3 separate regions of the Mus musculus genome follow, and all the other regions are linked to region 2. A link is a contact called in public promoter capture Hi-C data. All regions are on one chromosome and are shown on one strand. The core of a region is the stretch at or near the end of the contact, and the rest is flanking DNA. Distances in the headings are between cores, read along the strand shown. Region 1 holds the start of Ramac (RNA guanine-7 methyltransferase activating subunit). Region 2 holds the start of Vps33b (vacuolar protein sorting 33B). Region 3 holds the start of Homer2 (homer scaffolding protein 2).

The links. Promoter capture Hi-C pulls out the DNA fragments that hold promoters and counts their contacts.
Region 1: a promoter capture Hi-C map of liver shows a contact between it and region 2, with 2.7 times the contacts expected there. The contact joins the promoter of Ramac here to the promoter of Vps33b in region 2.
Region 3: a promoter capture Hi-C map of liver shows a contact between it and region 2, with 2.2 times the contacts expected there. The contact joins the promoter of Homer2 here to the promoter of Vps33b in region 2.

What each region holds. Positions count from the first base shown.
Region 1 is chr7:81,761,263-81,764,602 of GRCm38.p6, reverse strand. Ramac (RNA guanine-7 methyltransferase activating subunit) reads right to left here and starts at 1,650. Exons shown (of 3, transcript NM_025997.2): 1 at 1,547-1,650.
Region 2 is chr7:80,268,095-80,271,462 of GRCm38.p6, reverse strand. Vps33b (vacuolar protein sorting 33B) reads right to left here and starts at 1,808. Exons shown (of 23, transcript NM_178070.4): 1 at 1,384-1,808. The coding sequence starts at 1,479.
Region 3 is chr7:81,705,657-81,709,163 of GRCm38.p6, reverse strand. Homer2 (homer scaffolding protein 2) reads left to right here and starts at 2,239. Exons shown (of 9, transcript NM_001164086.1): 1 at 2,239-2,405. The coding sequence starts at 2,401. It overlaps Gm32579 (a long non-coding RNA gene), which reads left to right. Exons shown (of 2, transcript XR_391652.2): 2 at 441-1,012.

The DNA of each region.
Region 1 (3,340 bases), core at 401-2,900, 1.5 Mb before region 2:
AGAGAGACACTGTCTCAAAATAAGACAAGGAAAACTCCCAACTAATTAAAAGTGTCCACAATTCCAAACTACCCACAGAAGCCACTAGAAGAATGCCCCATTCCCAATTAAGACAGACATTCACAAGGCAAGGAAAAGGCACAATTTATTCTATTTTCCCCATACCCTACCACATAGGTATCTTCATACTTATTCATGAGAATGGAATTGAAACAAAACCTTAATGCAAGCTTTACTTAACCCAAGGATTTGAGACAACTATATTGTTTAATGTTTAGGTTGATTAAATATGGGCTGAGGCCAACACTACCAAAAGACAAGAGAATGTGGAAGAGGGAAAAGTCAAGAGGCCTTAACAAAGAACTACAGGCAACCAAGGAATGCGGAGAGCAAGAGAAATAGTCTTCTCAAGGGAAGAGCACACCAACTGGTTCTCTAATGCCATATTTGATTAGCCCCGAAAACACACGCATAAGTAACAATATATGAACTGAGCAGGTTGTATATATCTACATATTACTAAAGAGACTATGAATTTGAAAGAGCTGAGGGGATAAAGGGAGGGTCTAAAGGGAGGAAAGGGAAAAATGTTATTATGATGTAAAAATATACAATACATATGTATAATAATCACATAAAGCACAATTACATAATATATAAAATATAATTATATAATAAACATATAAAAGAAATAATAGAATAAATAATATTAAGAAAATACGGCTGGGGGGAAGGGGGTCTTGGAAGAAACCTCAAAAGATGAGGGAAGTGTCAGAGAGATAGCTCAGTGGTCGAGAGCGCTCACTACCCTTCCGATGGACCACAGATCAGATCGCAGCACCCACGCTGCTCTCAGCTGCCTGTAATATAGCTCCAGGGGAACAGACGCCCTCTTCCGGCCTCTGCGGGCGCCAGCACACGCAACCCGCAGACAGACAGACACACAACCCGCAGACAGACAATTCTTCCCCACCCCGCAAAGGCGTGCGTGGGCAGAGGAGCTGTGCACACACACGTCTCGATCTGAGTGGGCAGGATTAGAGACCCAAGGATCTCAGTCCTAGCAGCCTACGAGGAAACTCGAGCTTCCACGGAGGAACTCGGAGAGGCGACGACCCTCGTCGCCTCGGTCGTCACCAGCTACAAGCTAGGTCAGGCACGGGCAACCAGGGGCCGCGCGCTCTCTGTCGCTGCGGCCGACAGCCTTCCTGGCACTTGGATCCCACCAACCTCCTCACCACATAGAGAACCGCACAGAGCTTTGCCTGCGGTCGGCCGACCCTGGCTCGGCTGCTCTCCAGAGCGGAGCCCCGAGCACGGAGCAGGATGACTGACTAACCACTGCGCATCCCAGCCCGCCAGCCGACGCGCGGCTGACGACGGCCGGGACAAAGCGGCTCCTTCCAGAACTGCCGTCAGGAGCCGAGCTGCGGAGAAAGAGGCTCCGAGGGGCAGCGACCTCCGGCCTCTCGCACTTTCCGGCCCCAGGCCCCCATCACCTCCGCCGCCCCGGGTGGGAGATTCATCCGCCATGTGCGGTACTCACCCTTCATGGGACGCACTGGAGACCTCGGGCGTCCACACCGCCGCACCCCACCCGGCTCTCCAAGGTAAACAAACGCTCAGGAATCCCTCAACCACCCGACTTCCGCTTCCGGAGCGTGTAAGGCGGAGTCTCGTGCCAAGTCTCTCGAGATCTAGAAATCCTCGCTTCCCCCTCCCCCCCCGCCACGCCCCTCACATTCGAACCTTGGCGCGGCCCTAGGGAAGCTCCGCAGGGTCGAGCAAAGTGGCGATGGTGGGCAGTGCGGTCATTCGCAGCCAGTGCCTGGTGACCGTCGGGGAGAGGATATCGTCATGTATAAAATCCCTCGAACTGGCAGTGCCTGGTGCACTGGTACGGGAAGTCTGAGAGTAGGACTAGGAGGGAAGGCTGCTTGTCAATGGAGACCCCAAAGCCGGAGCCCGGGCGGCGGGGCGGAGGAGCAGACGAGACTGCTCTGCTTGGGCGATGCCCACCCGGTTCTTAGCCGGCCTGGGCAGTAAGGCTCCTGCGCACCGTTGTCTATGTGTGTTTGCAGAGACGAACCCACGCCTCCACTGCCCGTATTCCGCTCGCTCCCGAAGTCTCCGCTCTTCTCGGTTGTTTGCAAGTGTGGCAATGCCAGCTGTTGACTAGCCACTTTTCTCAGATTGCTCCCCGGACCTTGCCCTCCTCTTGGGAATACGATCAGCCTGGAAAGTTTAGTGTCAAAATGGGATACCTTAGGGCTGGAGAGGATAAGAACACTTACTGCTCTTCTTGGAGCCCTGAGTTCAATCCCCAGCAACCACATGGTGGCTCACAGCCATCTGTAATGGGATCTGATGCCCTCTTCTGGTGTGTCTGGAAACAACTATAGTGTACTCATAAATAAAATAAAGCTAAAAAAAGAATACCTTTTCTTTCCACGCCCTGGTCAGATGTCTCGTTCTGTTATTTGGTCCTTGTGACTCTGGTTTTCATCCATTCCCATCCCCACTGACTCCTCATCCAAGTTCTCTCTACACTCCCTGAACAGAGCACCGATGCCCTTCTTCCTAAGTCACTGCCCCTCACCAGCATATCACCAGACAACTGCCGTAGTTATAGTCATATTCAAGCACAACTGGGATGCAAGATATTCAATAACTCCTTGCTGCCAAGGCCAACAATCTTAATTTGGATTCAAAATTCTATTTTCTGATATTTCTCTTTCATTCCCTCACAGTAAAGCAGACCAAATGCAGTAGTTCACGAATACTCATTATGTTTTTATAGCTTGCCAGTGTTCCCTTATGCTTAGAATATTGCCACTCCCCTACACACACACACCCCACCACCTCACCACCACCACGACCTCCAGATGTTGACATTGATATTACATCCATTCTCTAAGACTTTACAGGGAATGAGTTTTACTTCTGCTGGGTTCCACAGTACCTTCAGAACTTTATGTGTTAATACCATTTTCTACCTGTTTATACACACCTTTAATTTGTACATCACACTAGTATATAACACCGTACATAACTCAGTACTAGTATATAACTCGGTACCTACTTGTGGGATGAACAGTGGAACTATGTTCTAAACTATCCACGCCATAGTTTAGAAACACCAATGTAACAAAAATAGGCCAGTGCTGATGTGGGGATGCAGGTCACAGAAACAGTCATTACTAAATAGGCGATGGAAGACGAACAGGCGTGGAAAACGGAGACGAATCCACTTCTTCGGGCCTCAGAGTTGGCACTGGAGGACTTTCAGTTCCATTTGATTGAACTAGTTAAGAGCACGAAGTGATAAAGAGCACAGTGG
Region 2 (3,368 bases), core at 559-3,058:
CGTGTGTGCTTTTCAGTTTCGTTCAATGTTGGCACAACAATTTTTCATTAAGCACCTGCTATGTGGCTGATTCTCAGCTCAGTACTTGATGCTGGGCAGAACACACACTATTCCTATACCTGAGAGGCTTCCATGAACAATAAGCAAACCATAACAATAAGCAAACCATTACAATGACAGTAGCAACACTACTGTCCTAATAACACAGACTAAGTCAACTTTGGTACTTCCTCAATATTTACAACTAATCAATATCTCTGAATGTTCTTTCACTGTAATTTATAAATCTATCACAAGTCAGGTGTGCTGGCAAATTCCTGTAATGCTAGCACTTGGGAAGGCTGAATCAGAGGTTTTGCCAGAGGATACCCTGGGCTACATAGTACGACCTAAAGAAACAAAACCAACAACCAAACCCCATCATTTCTCTCCTTTCTACTGCCATCAGTTTTTTGTAAGCTTTTACTACTTTAATCAGTATTCTCTGAACTAGCCTGCTGTCCAATTGCTCTTCGTTACAAACCACTATGGCAAACATTGCTTCACACTACAAATGGGTGTGGGTCTTCAGCCTGCTGTGTAATTTGTTTGTTTGGGTTTGATTTTTGTTGTTTGTTTGTTTTTCAAGACAGGGTTTTTCTATGTAGCCCTGGCTGTCCTGGAACTCACTCTGTAGATCAGGCTGGCCTCAAACTCAGAGATCTGCCTGCCTCTGCCTGTGAAGGAATGAATGCACTGGGATTAAAGGTGTGTACGACCACCCTTTCTTTCCCATGGGGAACAATGGATGAAACCGAGAACCCTGCCTGGGCAATTGTCTAACCACTGAACTTTATTTCCAACCTACAGTGTAACTTCTGTTAGCTCTTTCCTCTGCTCATGCACCGGTCCTTCCCTGCTAGGCTTCCCATCTAGCAGCCCAACTGCCTGAATGTGCACGATGTTCCTGCTCCAGAGAAAGCATGTCTATTCTTCAAACTCTAGATCTCAGGAAACTCTTAGATCGCCCCAGCTGTTGTTTATTCTAAACTTTTCCGGAAGTCTAGAATTCACTTACCATCCAGCACCCTTTAGGGGTCATTATTTCATAGGGCATCTCCTGGAATGTAACTAGTGACAGAGGTATTTCAACTGTATTTCCATCTCCAGTGATGCCTGGCACAAGTGTGTCTTTTTCATTTGCACAGAGGCTGGCAATTTCCATTTATTCTCTGGCCAGGTCTCAAGCAACTGTTACTACTCTGGTTTTTCCTGTTGACCGCCCCATTTTGGATCTGTCTCAGAAGCTCAAAGAAAAAAAACCAAGGGACTCAGCAAGGAAGAAGTCACATTGAGGGCCACACTGTTGACGCAGTAAAGGCGCCGGCCACGGCAGGCACTGACCTGTTCTAGCAGATAGATGAGCTGGTCCCGAGCCAGCCTCTTGAGCATAGAGAAGTCGGGAAGCTCAGGGGCGTCCAGCCGATGGGGAAAAGCCATGGCAGCGGTCACCTGAGCCACCGTGTGAGAGCAGCAGAATTCTCCCTGTTCTGCAAAGGCCGGCGACAGCCCAAGGTGTTACTGCAGGCTGGTACCCCGCTTGCCTGGGCTCTGGATCCCAGGACCCCCAAGGGGCCCTCGCTCCTCTGCCGTACTCGACGGATGAATGACCGACCACCTCCCGGACGGACGGCCACAGGCTCAGGCGACTCTCCTTGGAGACCTATAGTCACTGGTCCCGCCCGAGTCCACTCAGCCTGTCAGCAGGATTCCCAACGACATCCGCACACTCGGCAGCGTGCCGGGGAACCCCGCCTCCTACCCAGAGAAAAGCCACTTCCTAGACATCCCGGAAGTCCGGGTCTCCCAGTTAGCGATTAGAGCACTAGAAGGGGACGGCGGCCGGGAAGGGACATTTGAAAACGGGAGTGAATCTTTTCACAGGTTTACTTTGTGTGAATGTGAGCGGTGTGTGTGTTTGAAACCTAGTCTGCAGAGCACAGTGTGTGTGTGTGTGTGTGTGTGTGTGAGAGAGAGAGAGAGAGAGAGAGAGAGAAACCTAGTCTACAGAGCGCTGATTGCTGGAGTCTCAGCTGTTAATTTAGTCTCCAACTATTCAGTCCTTAGCTTCCTGGTAATAGAAGGTAAGCGAGCAGTGTAAAGAGGAATGAATGTGTTAGACTATGAAAGTTAAGGCTTGCCAGCTGTAACCCTTGGCTATTGGAGTTCGATTTGTTAATGGCCATTATGGAAGAAATGAATAAGCTTGTGGCACAATCATGCTACAAAACAACTGTACAAATTAAAGAGGCAAAATACAGAAGTAGTCAGCTGGTAGTGGTGCACGCCTTTAATCCCAGCCATTGGGAGGCAGAGGAAGGTGAATCTCTAAGTTTGAGGCCAGCCTGTCCTACAGAGTGCGCTCCTGGACTACCAGGACCACACAGAGAAACCCTGTCTAGAAAAACCAAAACAAAAATCAAAAACAAGCAAAAACACAGAAACACATCTATATAGTGTTGTTTACATAGAATTTGTTTATGAAACAAGGTCACAATATGTAGGCCATGCTGTCTATTGCAGATAGGAGCTGACTGGGGAAATCAATAAATGAAATAATGGGAGAAAGGGTGAGGTATAATACTTTGTTGTTTAAAAAAGAAAGAAAACAAAGGCAGTCTGTCATCTTGGTGGGTGTCTGTAAACCCAACCCTTCGAAGCAGAGAGAGGGATCAGGAGTTCTCGGCTACTCTGGTCTCCACAGAAAGTTGAGGGAAGCTGGGGTACAGCTCAGTGAATGAAAGGGTGGAGACTAGAGTTTGGATCCCCAGCACCCACAAACATGCTAAGGGGGTGTGACATCAGCTCAGTAACTTCAGCACTCCAAAGTCAGAGGCTGGGGATCCCTCAGGCAAGCTGTCTAGCTAGACTAACCTAATCACCTGGCTCTGGGTTCATCAGAAAACCCTGACTCAAAAGGTTAGCTGGAGAGCTAGCAAGGACTCCACCCCAACCTCTGGCCAACCCCTTCCCTGCCTCCCCAACTCCCACTCCCTCAAAGCAGAAACTCACCTGGGACAAATGACCCAGCTTCTAAAAATAACTAGCAAAGAGGAAAAGATGTGAGAGGTGAGACTTAAGGTATAGGAAATATATTGAGGCCAGGTATAGTAAAAATTTTGGAATTTTGGTTTTTTTTTTTTAATGGAAATATAAGAACACGTTTTCGTTCTAATCCCAGGTGTGGGATATGAGGCTGCTTCAGATGGTTCGCATCAACCATGATTTGCCTTGTGCTCTGGCAAGGGCATGACTTTGCCAGCTGCAGATAGTTTGTGTGTGACATTTGGAATTCTGGTGTCTTTTCAGAGGGTATAAATGCTAGGGCC
Region 3 (3,507 bases), core at 990-3,489, 1.4 Mb before region 2:
CTTTGTCCTCACCACCGGCACCTTTTATACCCAGCTAACTGGCCTATGTAGACTCTCTCTAGCCTGGCCTTAGCCACGGGCACAGAGTCTCTTCCTTTCAGCCTTCTCCATTGTCAACTAGGGTATTGATCACAGGGAGGAGTGATGCTCCACAGTAAGTGTTTGCCAGCAAGACCTCTAACTGGGAAGTGAATGCCCATCTCTTGGGAAGAGTCCAAGATGATGAGAGAGTGCAGTGAAGATGACTCGAGAAAATGAGACGGAGTAGGGAGCCATCAGAGAGAACTGCCCGGGAAGCCTTGGGTTGAAGGAGAGGAGAAGAGTAGCAGAGTCCACTTTCTCCACACCCCTCTTCCTAGAGTAGCTTGGAGAAGGTGAAGAAAGCACATCCCTTCCCAGACCTTGAGTTTGATCCACCCTTCCTCTCTCTCTTCCCTCAGAGCCTTCTACACAGAGGACAGCCAATTTAACCACAGAGCACTGGCTGCGATTCACCACCCCACCTGCTTGGCCTCATTGCATCCTGCCAAGGTGATGTGGGTGCACCCTGTCTATCTGAGGAGCAAAGAGATGGACCTCCCAGCCAGGGCTTGAACACCACTGGGCTCCTTTGCTCAGAGTCTTGTTTTCCATACCCCTAACACACATTTGCTGGCTCCTGCTTTTGATCCTCCTACTTCTGGCTTCTTTCTGGGACTTTACCAGTGACCCCTTCCCTTCAGCACCTTGGCACAGCCCTGGTCTTTGGAATTCAGCTTGTGTTAGAAGAACTTCCTCTGGGGCTGACTGTTCATTAGTCTTGGCTCTAAACAGAGTCACCTGTGTGCACAGATCCTGACCAATTTTGTATAGATAGGGCTTGGTCTGTTTACTTATTCATTCAACAAATATTGGTGGAAGACTTTGAATTCCCATTGTAGGTAGTAGAGGTTACAATTATGGGCAAAAAGCCACATCTTTCTAAGAGTTTGCAGGTGTGTCTGGAATATTAAACCAATAATTTTACACGAGATACTACTAACAGTAAGTGCAAGGAAGAAAAATGGACCGGAACAATGCCATCCACGGCCTTCGGTTAAGCCCCTAAGGGACGCGACAGTGTAACAGTGATCTGAAGCACATGTAGGAATGAAGGGGAAAAAAATCTTCCCAGACAGAAAGAAGAGCACGTGGGTAGGCTGAGAGAATGGCCAGCTGGCTGGAGTGCGGCGAGCAAGGGCAAAGTGAGAGGGCTGGAGGTGGTAGTGGACTGGCCAGGCTCATCCCAAGGACAGTGGGAGGGGAGCCTCAGATCAACTTGTATTTCAGAAATTACTGACCACCGTTTAGAAATGGGGTGGGTGCTCTTGTGAGGTGAAGGAGCTAGGTAGCTAGTCACAGTGGCCTGAAGGGAAATGAGGGCAGGGGCACGGTGGTGGCCCTATTCCAGTTGCTTGTCCTTGCCTTCTCCTCCCAGTCCCTGTCTGTCCAGAGATGCCAGGCTTGTGTGGGCAATGTGTGCTCAGCCGAAGACAATCCCGTGGAAGGCCCAGTGTGGGGTGATGGTTAGGTTGGCTCCAGTGCTGGCCTTTGGTAGGGAATCATAGCCAAGCTTAAGGAAGCCTCTCAAATTTTGCCAACTCGCTATGCTGAGGGTGTGCGTTTCTGTCTTTACCCAGGGAAGAGTTCAGGGAACCTGCTTTGGGCTACAGAATCCTCCTTGCCATCTTACCCTCCAGGATTTTAAGGCCACTCAGCCAGACAGGTGGGCAGGAAGACGAAGGTGGGCATTAAATGGGGTGGGGAGCAAATCGTGGTCCTGCCCATCTCAGACTCTGGAGACGTGAGATCTAATCTGAGACTGTGACCTTGGTCACATCATTTCTCCTCCCTGGGGGGCTTCGGTTCCCTCATCTGCAAACTAAAGGTGGCCAAAAAGTCCCTGCCAGCTGCGACTTCAAGTCCAGCAGGTGGGACATCCCGTCCGAGGCGCGGCGCCAAGCTTGGCAGGGCGCGCGGGTGCGGGGTCGACACAGGAGAGGAGGGGGCTGCTGGAAGAAGCGGCGACTGCGCGGCAGCGCGGGGGACGCTGCACACGCTGCCGCGCCCCCAGCTCCAGGCGGGCGGCGGCGGCCCGGGGGCCACGAGGTTACGTAAGGAGCGGGCGGGAGGGACCGGCGGCTCCGCCCGAGCGCGGCCGCCCAGCCCCCGGCCGCCCAGCCCCCGCCCTCCCGCCCGCCCGCGCCTGGCGGCGGCCCCGACACCGGCAGAGCAGCCGCGCAGCCGGCGGAATGGAACGGCGCCGGGGCTGAGCCGGGCGCACTCGGGCCGCCGCATGTGCCGCGCGGGGAGCAGCTGCCGAGCGGGCGGAGAGCGAACGCCAGGGGCCCCGTCGGAGCGGCCGCACGAGCAGCGCCGGAGATGGGGTGAGTGAGCTCGCGGAGCGCCCGCGAGGGGCTACGGGCCGCCGGTCGCGTGCTGCGGCGGGAGCTCGGGGCGCCCCCGGCCTGGGCGCGGACTTTGCGCCTGGAGCCCACGGCCCTTCCCGTCTCAGCCAGCCGGGCGCGGAGACACCTGGCGGGGACCCGCACCCGGGCTGGTCTCGGCGCCTCGGCCATTCCGCGGTCTCCTTGCCCCTAGCGCGAGCAACTCCAGGGCCTGGGTTTGTGAGTGTGAAAAGCAGTTTGCCTTTCTTCACGGCTGCATTTACAGCCAGCGACATAGAAATCGAAGTTTTCCTGGAAAGGAAACACACCCAATAATAACCCTTCAGCGTAGGAATAGTGGACTTGTAGGCAGCGTTGAGATGCGACAATCTGTTAGGCACCTAGGTGAGGCTCCAGATGCTTGGGAGGGAAGTTGGAGCACTCAGTTGAAGTGACTAATGCTCCTGAGTATATAAAGTAATTTTAAAAGCAGGATTGATTTCTCTTCGGCGTCTCTCCGAGCAGTAGGCGCTGTGAGTCAGGAGCCACTGTGCTAATAACACAGTAACTCTTTACATCTGCTCGCCGATGTGAGCGCACACTCATGGTGTTTCAGTCTCTATGCGAGATATGGTTTGTGTGCTTGCTCTCCACAAGAGGAAACTGAGGCCGGTTTAGTTGGGAGACTTCTCCCAGCTTGAACAGCTGATACATTTGTAAAAGGGGAATACTTAGTGTGTGGTTGCTCACCGGCAGAAGCTAGGCCACTGCCTGACTGGCCATGAGGATGGTTAAGGACATCAGAGGTCTGTCTTCTGCTGCTGAGCCCAGTGTTCTTCAAACAGCCTTTCATGGGGCCCAGAGGCCTCTGCTGTGTAGGTGGTCTAGAGAACTAGCTTCCCTTTGGGGATGGGTGCCATGGGAAGAGTCATGATCGCCCTGGTGGCCCCACCAGCCCCTATGGGGCAGTGGCTTTACTGTGCTTAGCTCCAGACAAGCCTCAGGAGTGGCTTTCTCCGTGGAGCTGGTAGAGTTTTGGAGGGAGCAGAGGCAAGCAAGGTAGAGCTCCGGGTAGGAGAGCAGATGGCTGTGGACGCCAAGA